Linked DNA regions of Mus musculus: region 2 is linked to region 1. The links are chromatin contacts, called in public HiChIP or PLAC-seq maps. All regions are on one chromosome and are shown on one strand. The core of a region is the stretch at or near the end of the contact, and the rest is flanking DNA. Distances in the headings are between cores, read along the strand shown. Region 1 has its middle 50 kb from the start of Gm20750. Region 2 has its middle 16 kb from the start of Gm30402.

Region 1 (4,713 bases), core at 1,460-3,959:
TAGGGACATGAAGTAGTATAGAGGATGAAGCTTTAGATGGGAAGACAAGAAACACGAGTTTTTATCTAGGGCTGGAACTAACTGGCTACATAATCACTCCAGGATAATATTTCTTTATCTGCAGGATTATGATAGGAATTCACAGTGGTTATTGGAGATGGGTGTTTAGACCTTGTGAGGACACACAATAAGTGCCCAAGGCTGCAATTTCATGACCGTAACTATAAGAAAAGAAATTATTCAAAATTAGCCTGGGCTATAAGGATGCATAAAAGCTTTATTGAAAAGTGTTGCATGGATATATGGGTTTTAAAATGTCAAGCAAGTATATCTTCAGGGTCCTTGATTTTTGATATTTTTGAAGAATATCTTTAGGTTCCTTTAATTTCTTGAATGGTTAGCTTTATCTGTCTCTCTCTTTTGGATATCACTCTCCCAGGGAGTCTGCCATATAGTTTATGATGCCCTCAGTATTCTGGGCCTTCTCTAGTTTTGCTTATAAAGATAAATAATTCCTCTGCTCAGCAAGAAATATAGTAATAATAATAAACCCAAAGAGCTGAGTTCATTGAGAGAGAAGCCAGACCAGCTTGACCCTCCAGCCCAAGGCCTCAAGCTTGGTTCTATCAGAACTGCAACCTTGAGAGAACGTGGGTTTCAAAATAAGTTTCAAGCCTTTTAGGTTCTGAACTAATTTTTGATGGGGCCCAGGACATGCAATCCCAAAATACTTCAAGCTGAAAGAATTTGAGAAAACAGCAGAAGCAGGAAGGTCATTCTGACCTTCCTTCCCTCCACCCTTCTTCCCCAAGCTGATCATAAAACCTAGGAAGGATTTTTCTGACCTTCCCTGAAATAGATCGCAGACCCTTCCTTCTGAACAAGGGGCTCTTATCTCAGAAGACACAAGGCAAGGGTAGGAAATCAAACAAACCAGGGTTGCTAAAATTCCCCATTTTTTTATCATTGGATCATACACTCCCTTTGTTCAATTGTATTTCTTCAAGATTTTAGACTCTTTACCACGCTAAGCATAAAAGCAAACATGTAGCTGTTTCTTTGGCTCTTAATTTCTTTATAATGGTCCTGGTGTCACATAAAACTTGTATTTGCTTTTCTCTTGTTAATCTGCCTTTGTTATACACAAAGCTGCAGCCATAGATCTAGATATTTTTTTCCTTTCCAACACTGTGGGTAACAGGCATGCTGTTTCAACACTAGGACTCAATTCTTAGAACAATTTATCCTTTATCCCTCTGTATAATCTTAGACTTGGCCTAGAATCACCCATGGGGGTGAACTTCCTTTTTGTAAGAACAAAACTCTGGGGGCTCTCAGTTGACCAAATAAACTTTGCATCTAGAACTATGGTTCTCACATCAGTGGTGCTGGGCTAAGTGGGGCAAGGGAGCCCTCTGAACAGATTTAGTGATGAGCCATGCCAGAATGCTTTGGGATACAGGATTTGAATGAGAGGAGACAGCAGCTTTCCTATTCATATCGCAGACCTGTACAGACAACACAAAGGGCAATGGCATGAAAGAATTTCTTAATGGCCTGTGTCTCAGTTTCATTTCCTGTTGCTGTGATAGAATACCTTGAGAAAAATCGACTTAAAGGAGAAAATACCTATTTGACTCACAATTCCAGGTTATGGTCCATTGCCAAGGAGGTCAAGGTAAGAGGTACTTGAGGCAGCTGGTCATAGCACACTTTCGTGCTTGCTGGTGCTCAGGTAGCTCTTCTCACACAGTTCAAAATAGCCTTCCTAGGGAATGGAGCCGCCCACGGTGAAAGTCTTCCCACACCAATTAGCATAATCAAGATAATCTATAGACACAACCACAGTCTAACCAAATCTAGATACTCCTTCACTGTTATTCTCTTCCAGGGTTTTCTGAGACTGGGTCAACCTAATAATCCACACTAGCCATCATAGTTTGGGATAGTGGTCCCCTAGGAGAGAAACTTTGAGATCTTCTAACAATGCTGGAATGTTTAGGATGTGAGGGAAACAGGGAAAGGAAGAGAGGGTTCAAGTCTGGAGATAATCATAGCCTTAGGTTGTTTGGACGCTGCTTCCAAGTAAGCCGAATGACATTGTATCATCTGTCCTTCTTTGCCATTTGACTTTGCCTTAGAACGAAATCCAGACAGCGAGTTTTGATAAGCATCCGCCCTACACCTTTCTCTCCCTAGGAAAATATATTAGAAAGAAGTGTGTTTCCCTGCATCCCAGAATGCAGAGTCCAGAAGAGACCAGGATAACCACAGGGAGGGAGGAGGGGGATGAGCTCCAGCGGGTGTGGGGATCGGCTACAGTGTTTGTGGGCTGCTGTTTAAACTGCAGGAAATATTGTAACTGCGAAGAATTAACTTGTATGAATAAAGCAGTGAGTTCTCTCCACCCCACCCCACCCCACCCCGCCCTCCAAATGTTTAAGTCTTCCTACACAGGTGCACACGGGTATATGCACACATATAATCTCCTGTGTGGGCACACAGTAAAAGCACACCTGAAGATTGGACATTCCCATCCTCATGACTGCCAGGAGGCTGACTGTGGTCTCCTCCCACTAAATAAGCAGGATGAGCAGAGAGGCCTCCTCTGAGGTCTTGGATGTATTTTGGTCAAAGGCATGGAAGGGTTGAGGCTGTTTTGCTGACTCCCACAGGAAGTGGTGGGCTGAACCCAGCTACAGGCTTTCCTGTGTGAGGTAAATTGGCCCATTGTGCGTAAAAACGTTCTTATCTGATGAAGGGCTGAACTGGCCTGCAACTGAGGAAGGGTACTGGGTCTCTGAGTCACCTCCCCCACCTCCAGCTCTTGTTCTCTAAACCCATTTTCATGTTTGGCAGCCACTCAGGGCTCTGGAGTTCTTTCTAGTTCCGTTACATGGCTTTGTGGTTTTGATTGGGGAATTGCAACAGACTACAGAATGGGCATGGTTACCCTTCCTTGCCTCTCCTCTGGGAAGAAATGCACTTAATTGTTAAACTTTTATGCTTATATTAGAAGTGACACCGTGTGCAACCTTTTAAAAAGGCCCTTTGTAGCCTACTTATTCTTTAAAGCTGCCTTAGCTCTTTAAACGTATTAGTATGAAACAATTAAAACACCTTCACCAAGCGCAGTTTGTTTTGTAGGAAGAACGATGGAGCTGATGACCGGTTATCTGGCTCCTGAGTCCTGGTTCAGCATTTAACCAGCGCTGTGATTTTTCTTTTTCTTGAAGTTTCCGGTGTTAGCGTTCTCATGGGACAACATTAAATTAGGTTGCCTTCTGGGTACCTGCCTGTTGTGTGGGACTGTCTTCGAAGCCAAGCAGCCACCATCTTGGGGAGCTAGGGTATCCCAGCTGGGTTTGTTAGCTGTTTAGACATCATCATGGATGGGTAGGGAGGGTCACTAGGTATTACCACCTAGTACCATCTGCTGTATGAAACTTTGGTCTCAGGGAGAAGCTAAAGCAGTCAGACTGGAGACGACAATGGACAATGGTCTCCATCTATGAGTCATGGGGAGCTCTCTTCCTTACAGGGTGAGAGCTTTCCTCACGTTTCCCCTTGGGCAGAGAAGCACCCACAGCCCTATAAGGAAACCCTCACCTACTCTCTGTCTGGAAGCCCATGAAGCTCATTGGCTCCTATAAGCAAACCTTAGTGGAATTGTGCCTCCATTCATCATTGGGACCTCAGGAGGTGGAGTAAATGTTCATGATTTCCCATTTGGTACCACGTTTGTCACAGAGAAAAAAAAAAAAAAAAAAAAAACTAACATAGATTCTTAACCTGAATGGGAAGGGAAATCAGAGCAAACTTCTTTGGGTCCTTGTTTCTATTTAATGAAAAATTAAAGTACACTTCAGCTTAATGGCATCATTTTATTAATAACTCATATACAGCAGGGGCATGAATATCGGAGTGGTTCACGGTATGAAGCCATCAGTGTGCGCAGGATCGCCGATGGCTGAAGGAGGCTCTGCTCTGACTGTAGATGGCAAGGGGCCAGAGTGGAGAGTCGTGAAGACTTCTGCTTAGCTGTATGATGTAGAAATGGTCCGAGCCTTGCTTTCTCTAATTACAAAGCAGGGTGAACTTTAAATCTGGCAGGGACAAGCCAACAGCTCTGTGTCTCAGCAGCAGGTGCTGTCTGTCTGCTCCCCTCCACTGAGCATACTGAGCATGCGCTAGGCTATTTTGACAAGTCACTCATTTCTCCCTGAATTATAGCTGACTCTGGAAACATGCTCAGTCGTGGATATGAACAGAAAAGAACAGACTCCTTCGGGTAATTTTTAAAAACATTTCAATAAGCCCCCCTCATCAAATGGGTTTTTAGAAAGTCGTGTCTCTTGAGTCTGCCTCTTCCAAGAGGGGCTACAAGTTTTTCCATGATAAACATGCCCCGCTCAGGGCAGAGACCTAGAGGAACTTGCCTCTCTTGTGATCCTGGGAATTTTATTTATTCATTACTAATTTACATCAATGGGAGGGGAGGCCTGTGGAGTTTGATGCCCCAGTGTAGGGGGATGCTGGAGGGGTGGAGAGGGTACATGGGTGGGGGAGCACCCTCATAGAGGCAAAGGGAAGGGAGGAGAGGGAGGTTGTGGGGCGAGGACCTTGTGGAAGTGGGATATTGTGTGAGATGTAAGTGAATGGAATGATTAATAAATAAAATAAAATACTTTTAAATGGGAAATATTTTTAAAC
Region 2 (4,713 bases), core at 692-3,191, 95 kb after region 1:
CTTTGGGGCATTATATAAATTATATCAAATCTAAATATAACTCTCTTCCCCCATCCCCCACAGTTTAATGAGTATCTGATATTCTGTTTTGAACAACAGAAACAAATGGCCTGGCAGTTTTTAGAAACATCTTTCCACCAGCAAAGGGAAGGCTTCATAAAGCCTTAAAATTACATGCAGTTTTGGAAACAATAGAGAATGTGGAAAACTTTGAAAGCCATGACTAAGATGTCTTTTTGAGGACAGGAACCTAAAGCTGGTTGATGAGAATTCTATCACTGGCATGCCCTCGCTTAACCTTGAAAATAATAAAAGAAACAGTGTCCCAGAGCTGCTTCTACAATTCAACACCCCCGACTTGTACACTGGGGAGTAGCTCTGAGCCTGCACACTGGCCACACCAGATACCTACTTATGTGACTGCACACACTTCTGACAGCTTTCATGTTTCCTTGTGTGAGAAATGTTTAAGTCTGTGCCATTGATATCGAGACACTACGAGGTATAAAGTAAGAAGGCAAACAGTAATATCAAGAAATTTATAATATCCATATCTCTCGGGTCCTGAGAACACCATGTTTACCCCCATGTCTGAGGGCTAATGTTTCGATGTCACTGCCTCGCGCTACATCATCAGAATATCTCACTAATAATGAGTTTTCAACCCCCTCCCTAGAAATTATCTCAATACAATAACATTAATTTCATAATGATGTGCAGAGACTAGCATTGCCTCAAAAATAAGTGATTTTATCACGCATATTAATATTGAATTCACCACAGTCAAGGGAACAAAATATAAGCCAGTAAGGATGGTACGTTTTCAGAACCAAACTTCAATGGGGAAATGAAAAAATAAATTTTATTTCCCTTTGTGTATCAGAAGCTTCAGGAACAGACAATTTCCTGAATTTCCTGTGTTTGATGAGCCCACTGTGAGGGAAACTTAAATCATTTGAGGTCCTCTCCCCAAACTGCCAGGAAGTTAATTTGGAAAGCACATACTGTTTCTATCTTAGTCCAAGAGTCCCCGGAAGCAGCAAGTGACTTGCCCCCTTAACGACACCTCTCTGATGGCTTTAGAATCAGGCTTGTTCCCTTTTTCTCTCTCCTGGCATTGAGGTGGATGGAGGATAGAGAGGAAAGAAAGAGTATGAGATGCATAGACGTGGCTTTGATCTCTGCGCTGCTGCTGCTGCTGCTGCTGGGCTGTCCTTCCAGCCTTCCAACCCTCCTGGTTCCTGCCAAGACCTGTGTCTGCCTTGCGGAGTTGGTATGAGAACAAGCCATCAAAGATACCAAGGGCCCAACTGGCAATCCAAAATGGAAAGTGTGTAGAGTAAAGGCAGGCCTTGGAAGCAGGCAGGAGACAGGACCTCATCGGCTGGGTGGTTCTTTGACTAGGTGCTAGATCGAATGGTTCATAAATTCTTTGCCCCCTCAGTTGGGGGCCAAAGGGCTGAAGGTGGGAGAGGGATGCGTGTTTTCTGAAGAGATATGATGAACCAAGTACTTGAACGATGTTTAAGAGCAAAGACTGCAGCTTTCAGACCAGGCCGGGACATTTGAGCGGAACTCTGAGCCAGGACGTGACACTGTGGTTCCAGGGGCTACCCTTGAGAAAGTATACTTCAGGTGTTTATTGAGTGACTGTGTTGAGTTTTCATGATGGTGGCAACTCTATGGCAGTTTAGGGCTTGCATCCCCACCCAGTAAGCCCCAGTCCCTGCTAGCAAACCACGTAGAGCTAAGAAATAAAGACTATATGCTCCCGGGTGGTTAGCCAGGCCTGTTTTTCCAGCCCCTGCAAACGTGAGGACTAGCTGGGGCTCTGGATAAGTAATCTTGCTAGCTCAGAAAACAGATGAGGAAGATGTGGGCCACCACATAGCAATCAGGAGTTCCTCTGGGCGGGACAGGAAATTACATGTGCCCCTGCCTTGTATTGGCACCAACCCCCTGCAGAGCCATAGTAGGGGTGGCATCAGCATGAGCGTGTGACCAGACACTGGGCCCAGTGGGGCAGCAAAACCGACTGACAGGTCAACACCCACATGTTCTGGCTGAAACAACTCAGGGCGGGCATAATTGTACATAATAGAGCTAAAATATAATTACCTCATTAAAATGGGTTACTAAATCTCATTGTCCCCGAGTGCGAAGAAGGCAGGCACACGTGTGAAAGTGCAGGAAGACGTACACCGAATGGCTGTGAGCAGGAGGGGTCTGAGAGTGCCTGCCAGTGTCACCCAGGTGGCACCGAGGTGGCAAGAGACCCTGGCTCCTCTCAGTCGGGCGGTGTGTGAAATCCGGATCTCATCTTCATTTGGGGAACCTTAGCTGTTGTTCGGGGGAACCTTAGCTGTTGTTCGGGGGACCTGTGTTCTGTCTCTTATTTCCACGATTTGCCCAGACATGGTCACTCCATCCTGCTGTGACGAACTGGCTGTGGCACTGATGGTGACAGAACTCAGAACTGGAACTGGAACTAGGGAAATCTAAGGATCAGAGCGTGGCTCTTCCAGCAGAACTATGCTTGCACTCTGTAAAGTGACTCATGGAAGCGACTGCCTCCCTCCCTGCACAGGACTCAGGCTTTGCTTGGGTGCAGCCCATGGTCCCAGCATGACCCCCTTCGCAGATCATTTCATACTCAACCAGAGAGAATGCCATCGCTCTTACGAGGAGCTCCCCAAATAGGAAAAGCTCTGTTGCTTGCTTCTTTTGGAAGGCTTTGAAATACAAGATTCCTGATGGGACTCCAGCCATTCATACTGCCTCAAGATGCGCATGCACGTGGCCAGGCCTCACCTTGTGAGTTCTCCAACTGGAGAGCAGTCTGACAATTAGCACAAGGCAGTCGGGAAGGAGCAAAGCCAGCTTGTGTCTCTGAGCCCTCACCCACTAAAGTGTCGAGACTAATGAGGCATTTCCCACCCCCCACTAGAAAGCAGATAAATGTTAACTGATGTCATGAAGTGTTACTAACAAGACTCAAAACACGAAGAATGTTGATTGTAGGCATGGCTTAGGCAAGGGGATGGAGAGAGAACAGTCAAAAAGGCGAGAAACAAGAGGATGCATACGCCAGCTTCAACTCACCACACAGAACCCTGACTGTGGTCCATGGCCTTGAAAAGTAGGAAACATCGAGCCCAAGGGGAAGGTTAATTGCTCACCACAGGCCCACTAGCTTTCTTGACATCTCTACTGGATGTCCCTGATGTTTAGTGGTAGCGTTCGCTTCTGGGCCAGATCTGTTTCTATGCATGAATCAATGCTGCTCATTCCTAGGATAAGTTCAGGAGAGCAGAGCAGGAGGAGGAAGAGGAGGAGGAGGAGGAGGAAGAAGAGGAGGAGAAGGAGGATGAGGAGGAAGAGGAGGAGGAAGAGGAGGAGGAGGAGGAGGAGGAGGAGGAGGAGAAGGAGGAGGAGCATTTTAATTACAAGCAATTCAACCTGGCAAATAGAACTCTGAACCTGTCAGAGTCCCGGACTTCTGACCCGCTCCAAGACGGCCATCTGCTTTTGCTGTGGTGCTTGGGGAAGAGGTGCCCATGCAAGTTCCCACAGAGAGAGAGAATCTTGGATCAAATCCTTGGTGCTAACAAAGCCTCCGATCTGAATAAAAGTCTGTTGAGCTATGTAATGGTTCTGGTTTTGGAGCAGGGGAAAGCGGGGTGGTGTGGGAGTTGACAGAACCTGATTTGGGCCCATCTTGATGGAATGTGTGAATTACAAAGAGTCCTCTTGTTCCCTCAGATTTTCTGGTGCAGGCCAGGGTGGGCTGGATGCTGCTGCAGTCCTTTGGAAGGGTCTAACTGGGTTCCTGCTTTGGCTTTTCTTGAGTGCCAGAACACCCCAGAAGCCTCTGAATGGAGGTCTCGAAATGTTAGAAAATACGTTGGCACTCCTTTCCTTCCAGGCTGCCAGGCTAGAGAAGGGGTGGGGGTGTTGTTGCTGGAGGCATAGGAAGGTGAGTGTGATGTCAGCTGTGTCGTTGTGACTCAGCTGGAAAAGTGGCCCCACAGATCAAGCACCAGGCCTGGGACAAGGAGATAGGCAAGGAGGGCAGAGGTGTGTAGCCCAGCCAGAGTCTAGCCTGGCAGCAGCTGCTGAGTCTCAGCCCGGCTGCCATCAGCTATCAGGGATCCTAGGCGCCCCCCTCTGGTCAGTGAGGCAAGGGTTGGCTGCTAAATCCTGGTAGCAGTAACTTGGTATTTGAGCCTCGGTGCCGTTGGTACCTGACTGATAGCTCAGCAGAACGTGACTCCTTCGGCATACTTGGTAACTATCTGCACACAGCAGCGAGCTGTGGAGTTGAGGTTCTGCTCATTCCTCTGCTAACCACCCAAGTTCTATGAAAGTTTCTCAGGCTACTACTGGGTATGAATCAAACTTTGTTTTACACTAAGCTTAGGCTCGGGATTAAAGAGTTTTAAAATAAGCAAGATATCCACCACACGAGAAAAGTGCTTCCCTACTTGTTAAGGCGATAGAAACAAAGACAAACCTCCTAGAGGGAAACTGGTGCATCTAGTTATAACCTGGATTCTCATTTTATCTCAAAAAACCTGGGGGCTGGAAAGCAATGTGGCGTATAGCACCTTCCTCTTACATGAGGCAGTACTCCAGCTGTAAAATGGAAGACTAGCTCATCTCCAGTGTGTAAGATTCCAGGATCTTTTACAGATGAAAGTCATGTGCTAAAAT

The links. HiChIP or PLAC-seq counts read pairs in DNA pulled down with a chosen protein or histone mark.
Region 2: an H3K27ac HiChIP or PLAC-seq map of the HPC-7 cell line shows a contact between it and region 1, with 5 times the contacts expected there. The contact joins two enhancer-like sites. A contact is called at or near these places in 1 of 15 datasets of contacts at CTCF or cohesin (CD8 T cells), 3 of 484 Hi-C or Micro-C datasets (CD8 T cells, double positive thymocytes and nephron progenitors) and 1 of 115 datasets of contacts at active chromatin or transcription factors (the HPC-7 cell line).

Annotation. Positions count from the first base shown.
Region 1 is chr3:52,875,797-52,880,509 of GRCm38.p6, forward strand. No RefSeq gene overlaps it. Among named protein-coding and RNA genes, the nearest start is that of Gm20750, 50 kb to the right of the region's middle. Within about 2 kb of position 2,710, at least 81 of the 459 cell types and tissues checked have an H3K27ac peak or open chromatin away from gene starts, as enhancers often do. A contact at or near this core is called in the HPC-7 cell line, where this site is marked.
Region 2 is chr3:52,971,215-52,975,927 of GRCm38.p6, forward strand. No RefSeq gene overlaps it. Among named protein-coding and RNA genes, the nearest start is that of Gm30402, 16 kb to the left of the region's middle. Within about 2 kb of position 1,942, at least 21 of the 459 cell types and tissues checked have an H3K27ac peak or open chromatin away from gene starts, as enhancers often do. A contact at or near this core is called in the HPC-7 cell line, where this site is marked.